Linked DNA regions of Gossypium hirsutum: region 2 is linked to region 1. The links are chromatin contacts, called in public Hi-C maps. All regions are on one chromosome and are shown on one strand. Each heading gives the region's core, a stretch centred on a gene start, on an enhancer-like site or on the middle of the called end of the contact. The rest is flanking DNA. Distances are from core to core; before and after follow the strand shown. Region 1 holds the start of LOC121209984. Region 2 has its middle 2.6 kb from the start of TRNAD-GUC.

Evidence for each region. A called contact is a pair of places that touch in the nucleus more often than the background predicts.
Region 2: a contact with region 1 is called in a Hi-C map of leaf, with 2.5 times the contacts expected there. The contact joins the enhancer-like site here to the promoter of LOC121209984 in region 1. A contact is called at or near these places in 22 of 34 Hi-C or Micro-C datasets (anther, callus, fibers and 6 more).

Annotation. Positions count from the first base shown.
Region 1 is chrA11:23,083,126-23,086,142 of Gossypium_hirsutum_v2.1, forward strand. LOC121209984 reads right to left here and starts at 1,309. Exons shown (of 1, transcript XM_041082042.1): 1 at 806-1,309. The coding sequence starts at 1,309. The coding sequence ends at 806.
Region 2 is chrA11:23,121,191-23,124,571 of Gossypium_hirsutum_v2.1, forward strand. No RefSeq gene overlaps it. Among protein-coding and RNA genes, the nearest start is that of TRNAD-GUC, 2.6 kb to the left of the region's middle. Within about 2 kb of position 1,866, at least 1 of the 9 cell types and tissues checked has an H3K27ac peak or open chromatin away from gene starts, as enhancers often do.

The sequences.
Region 1 (3,017 bases), core at 59-2,558:
ATTGACCTTCAGTGGGTTTAATCGTGTCTATTCCCATTCGAGCAAATATATGTAACATATCAGTAAAAATTCGACTAACAGTTTCCCTAGATCATTGAAATCGCTCCGTTGCATTTGAATTTGATTCTCTATTTCCAAGAATGTACAATGATAATGCTAATTTCTCTATCGCTGATACTTTCCCATGCTATAAGCCATAATTTGTTTGCAAATCATGCAACAAGCTGTGAAATATATTTTTTGGCATCCTAAAACTATTCATGCAACGATCATCATGCCCATTTAATACTTCGTCCACCCACATTTGACCTGTATAATTTGAATCCATACGCGGTTGCATAGTGAATAAGTTTCATGATGTAACAATACACTGCTTAGCACATATTCTTCCTCTTCATGATAATTGTTGTTCTCAACTTGGGTAACAATTGTGGCTATTCTTCGTTGAGTTCTTCACTTAATTCGGGGGTATCATAATTCATATAAAAACTATTATACATATTATTAAATTCATCCATAACCTAAAAAAGTAATCAAATGAAAATAAATTAATATTTTGTGACGTTCTATACAACACAGAAACTTGAATAAAAGCATAGCATAAAAATACCAAACATAAAAAATATCATTCATTAGTTTTACATATAAAAAAAGTAGTATAGTTATATTACAATAATAATTCTAAGGAGCTTATGGTGGAGGTGGTTGATGGTATGGTTGGAAGGGAAATGAGGATGTTGCTACCAAGGATGAAAATGACGCAATTGGATTTTGTTCAGCATACTCACGTCGAAGCCACCAAACCCTAACATCTGGACCTAAGTTCAAAAAGACTTCTCGTTTCATCGGTATTTGGAACATTTTGATGAAAAAAATAGTACAGTTCATCTTTTTTTGGCATTTCATCTCCCAAAGCACGCAAAGCATCCATTGCATTTGAAATATTATATTGAGAGTGAGGAAAAATAATTTCATTCATTGACTTCCTTAGACTAGCCATACTGTCACACAATTTCTCAATATGAGTAGTTAACGTATTTCTTGATGATTTTCTACTTGAACTTGATTTTTTCCCTTTACCGTATACAACCCCAAGTGTTTGCTTTCTTTGATTAGGAGTTACTTGAGAAGGGTTTGATGGTACCTCATTAGGAGGAATACTTTCATTCTCATTACTATGTTCATCTGAATCACCAAATCCCTCATTAAGTGTATCATCTCCCACAGGAACCCCACTTGGAAGAACACCAGACGAAGGTGCCCATGCATTCTCTCCGGTGGCTACAATGCCACCAAACATTTGCCACATTAACTCATTCAATCGTGGTTCAATTCCTTTCTTCTTAAATCCTTTAAAATCAAGATTTTCCTACATAACATGTTAAATGTTATACTAAGATTTTTATAATTCTAAATTATTAAATTCAATAAACTGTATACATTAAAATAATGATAAATTTAACACTAACTTGTATTTTTTCAGCCCACCATTCTTCGGTAGCATCGATTGTCTTCTTAGATGGACACTATCCAATACCTGTAGATTCCTTAAGCAACTCCCTCCATAACCTCTATTCCTTTTTTAATGTATCCCATTTATTTTTCAATTGAGGTTTTTTATAGTTTTTTTGTGTTTTTGCTTGAAAAAGGGCAATGGCATTTTCCATCCTTTTGAGTTTAGATGAGTAGTCGGTCTATTATCAGCATTAACTTTATTCACGCAAAGTTCACAAAATATCAATGTCAGCTCATCATTCCAAATAGCTTTTGTTGCTAAGGTACTATCTCCCTCCACAAAATTTCGTGTCTTTACCATCTATTATTATTATTTTGATTTTAAATGTCAACCGACATAAAACCATAAATATATAATTAGATATAATAATATAGTTTCATAAAAAATAAGAATAATATATCACGAATGGATGAAAGCCATAAGATTAACACTAAAGAAAAAATTCTCAAAGATCCATGGTAAACAATAACGAGGATATAGAAAGGATAATTGATTAGGACTATCTTTTCAAAATGAATAAAGGTAATTTTAGAGACATTAAATTACCTCTTGCTTTTGGATGGATTTAAATAGCTGCTCTTGTCGCTTCAGACATTAAAATCAAAAAGGGGAAACATTAGGATAAATAAAGAAGAGACAAGAATCACTAACAGGTGTACCACGTAACAATAATAGAGAAGTTTAATATATATATACTATTTTTGGTGGTGCAGGGATTGGTGGCATCCAATCCTTAAGGGCGCACATGGGCCAAGGTAGTAAACCCAAGTTTTCAGGATACAACTGTGATTGAACAACCATAATAATAACTTCTTGTAAAAATTCAAACAAAGAAGCAGAGAAGGGAAGCAAAAAAAATGGGGTTTGGTTTGAAAGCTAAAAAGCTAAGGCTTTCTCCATATACTTATATCAGAATGAAAATAAAGCCACGCAAGGGCACACATGGGCCAATGTAGTAAACTCAAGTTTTCAGGATACAACTGTGATTGAACAACCGTAATAATAACTTATTGTAAAAATTTAAACAAAGAAGCAGAGAAGGGAAGCAAAAAAAATTGGGTTTGGTTTGAAAGCTAAAAAACTAAGACTTTCTCCATATATTTATATCAGAATGAAAATAAAGCCATGCCCATTATGAATGAGAAATCCGTGGATGGGTTATAAGTAAAACAAGAAAATCGACAAAAGCTTTAATATATATATATACTGTTTTTGATGAAGACGTGCTTAAGGAAGAGGGACAAGAAAAATGATTTGTCTCAACTTGCTGAAGAGAAGAATGAGATGGAATTTGATAAAAAAAATATAGAAATAGAGTTGCAGAAAACAATTGAAGAAGCTCGTTTACTTGAAGAGGTTTGCGACGCTAGAAAGTCACATGAAGAGGCATTCTCACAAGCAGAAAATAAAACTTCAGTGCTTGATGTCCAAGATAGCAAAGCTGCTTCAGAGATGGAAGTGGAGAAAATGAGAGAGGAAATTGCTATTCAGACCAGCAAAC
Region 2 (3,381 bases), core at 616-3,115, 39 kb after region 1:
GACGCTAGGGTAGTAATTTAGAGTAAAAGACACCGAGTGGCTTAAATTGTGCTCTTCTTCGAGTATTCTTTGATTGTCTTTGACTTGCAGTAGACTGATCGACAGGTAGAGGTGCATGTACCAAAAAAGGTGGGGTAGGGATAAGGCTTTGATGATGAGCTACTGAGTGATGATATTGTGCAACTATTAGGCATGAATATGCCCCACGAAAAGAATTGTTCCTGGGAGGGTAAAATGAGGGGCCATGAGAAGACAATCCAGTACTTCCTAATTCCTATCATTGCTTGGAAATCTTCTTCTCTTTCTTTGGATCCCTCAACCGTATGTTTTATCTTCTTCGTGTTTCTCAACCTTTGATAGTATTTTCAATCATCTCCCCCCTGATATTACTATGTCTTTAAAGTTTCTTGTGGCACTATCATCAATTTTATCGTAGTATGAGGGTTGCAATATGTACTCACAAATGACATAGTAGTCTCTCTATGTGTCAATAGTGGTTGCATTTGTGCCGTTGTCTTTCCATCTTTGAGAATATTGTCTTAAGCTTTTATAAATTTCTTTCCCATGCTCTGCAAGACTAAATGATTCGGAAACATGTAAGACACATGTTTATATTGATCCAAAAATGCCTTAGCCAAGTCCATCCATAATCTTATCATGTTCCAACTTAACTAACTATACCAACTTGCAGCAAGTAGACGTGCATGTACCACAAAAGGTGGGGCATGAATAAGGCCTTGATGATAAGCTGTTAAGTGATGATATTGTAGGACTATCAGACATGAGTTGTCCCGTGGAAAGCATTGTTCTTGGGAGGGTAAAACGAGGGGTCATGAGAACATAATTCGCTACTTATCATTGCTTGGAAATCTTCTCTTGCTTCGGATCCTTTGAGTCCCTTAATGATGGATGCTTTATATTCTTTTGACTTTCCCACTCTTTTATAGTATTTTTCAACCATTTTCCTTGAGAGTACTATATCTTTAAAGTTGCTCGTGGCTCTACCAACAATTTTATCGTAGTACGGGGTTGCAAAGTACTCACAAACGACATTGTAGTCTCTCTCTTAGTTGGTGGTGATTGCACTTGTGCTGATGTGTCTCTCCATCTTTGAGAATATTGTCTGAAGCTTTCATGAGCTTCTTCTGCCATGCTTTACAGGAATAAATAACTTCGAACTATATAGGACATATGTTTATATTAATCAAGAAAAGCTTTAGCCAAATCCTATCTTGACCTTATTTTATTCCAACTTAACTAATTATACCACCTTACAGCATATCCTGTGAGACTATCTTAAAAATAATGTATCAAGAGTATGTCATCATTCACGTGCCTAGTCTTATTTTTATAGAACATTTTAATTTGGGCCGAAGGGCAATTGGTCCTGTGTCATACTCTCAAAATTATGAGTTTGGAATTTCTGCAAAACAATCAAATCAAATACAAAGCTTAGTGGAATTCTCTTGCATCTATTCCACTAAGCTCTTCCATGCTTTTAATCGACCGCAAATAACTGATACTTGTCTTGGGCTTCTAGTGATTCAAGTAGTGCAACATTACTGCTTCTCAACTCTTTCTATTTGGTGGGCTCAACCATGTTCGACATAATTGGGTCGATTAAGGTAAACCTTATAATCCTTGGATCCTGATGTGTTGCTTTTGTTGGATTAATATAGATAAATGGTACGCTGTTAGTTGGTGGAACTACTTGGGGGTGCATTTCATAAGAACATTGGCCATCAGGGAATTCGACTAGGTGACTCTACCTTTTATCTCCATCTATAACAATGTTTCTAAGATACCCGTTTTCCTTAACCGTAACAGACATCAGATCCATCAGTTTAGCAATCTGTTCCCTAATTTCCTCTTAATTCACGCAACCTTTTCTTGGTTTTCTTCTTGGGTATCTCTGGTTTGTTCCATTTTAGGCAATGGGTTTCCTTCCATGATTCTGGTTTTACACAAACACTAACGGTGGCATTCAATGATTCTTACAATTCTAATTTGAAAGAGAAACCCACTTAAAAAGCTCAGCCAATCACTACTTCTTAAATGCATATTATGAATGTATGCGTGCATGGAATAAATGTGGTTAACATGATGGATGTTATGGAGACAAGTTGAAGCACAAATATTTACAATAAAAACGTGTGGAAAAATCTAAAATACTTTAACAAATTTATTTACAAATTAAACTGATTCTATCGTAGAAATGAATGGGATACAAAAGCTATAAAATAACAAGCCCATTGTAAGAACCTTTCATTTTGTGCACTTATTTTGGTGACAAAGGTTCGACATGGCTCTACTCGGATGGGTTCTTCCGGTTAATTATAGGTTGTTTGCATTTTATAAAAGTACTCGACTTATCTTTGTTGTCACTAATAAGGATTTCCGATCTTCATAGGTTTACGATTTCAATTTGAGGAAATACATTTCCTTTTGTCTACACAAAGGGTTACTCATAAAGACATAAAGTGTATGTATTTCAAAAGTATTTCGATAGTTTACTCATAAAAGCGTAGTATTTTTTTACTCCCACTGAATTAAACGAAAATCTTAATATAAAATTTATGTTATATAAGATGTAAGTGAATAGTGTATAAAAACGACCTCGCAAACCTTTTACTAATATTAAAACCCGAAAATAAATAACACAACAAAAATTTTGAAACACTTAAACTCTAGAAATATGTAGTATGTAGTAGATAAAGAAAACATGTACAAAAATATAGATGAATGCATTGAGAGAGAACTTTTAAAATATTTGTTTACAAAATTAAAGGGATTATATAATTAAACACTGATTCAACTAATCAAATATTTGAACAACTCATAATTAAGTTTAGGCTTCTGAATAATATTCCTAATGGAGTCCCCAAGCTATTACAACTAATTTTAAATGAAATCAGTTGAACAAATTTGAGAAAACACGATAAACTATAACTTTTAAAATACAAGTTTTTATTAAAAAAATAAGAGTCATTTCATCACTAATCCTTTTAGTCACGTGCGATTGACTACCTATAAAAGTTGTGATAATATCTGCATGCAGCTCATCATAATTTATATTATCTATTATATATATTTAAGAGTTTCATTGAGCTGATGTCACTCATCAATTAAGATTTAATTCAGTTGTAAAATTATCAAAAAATTACTATTTTATAAAGAATAGATATTATTTTGAAAATACTTTTTATCTTATTTCTTTTTTTTTATATAAACTGGTTGAGGGGGGTCGACTCCTTCAAGAAAAGTCTTCGAAGTGTCGTCTGTTGAGCAATTGAGTAGACCCTAAACCATCGAATGTATTATCCCAAGCCTAGGATGGTCCAAGTTTTGTCTTTTGACTCTGCAGAGAGCCCCGAGGTTTCA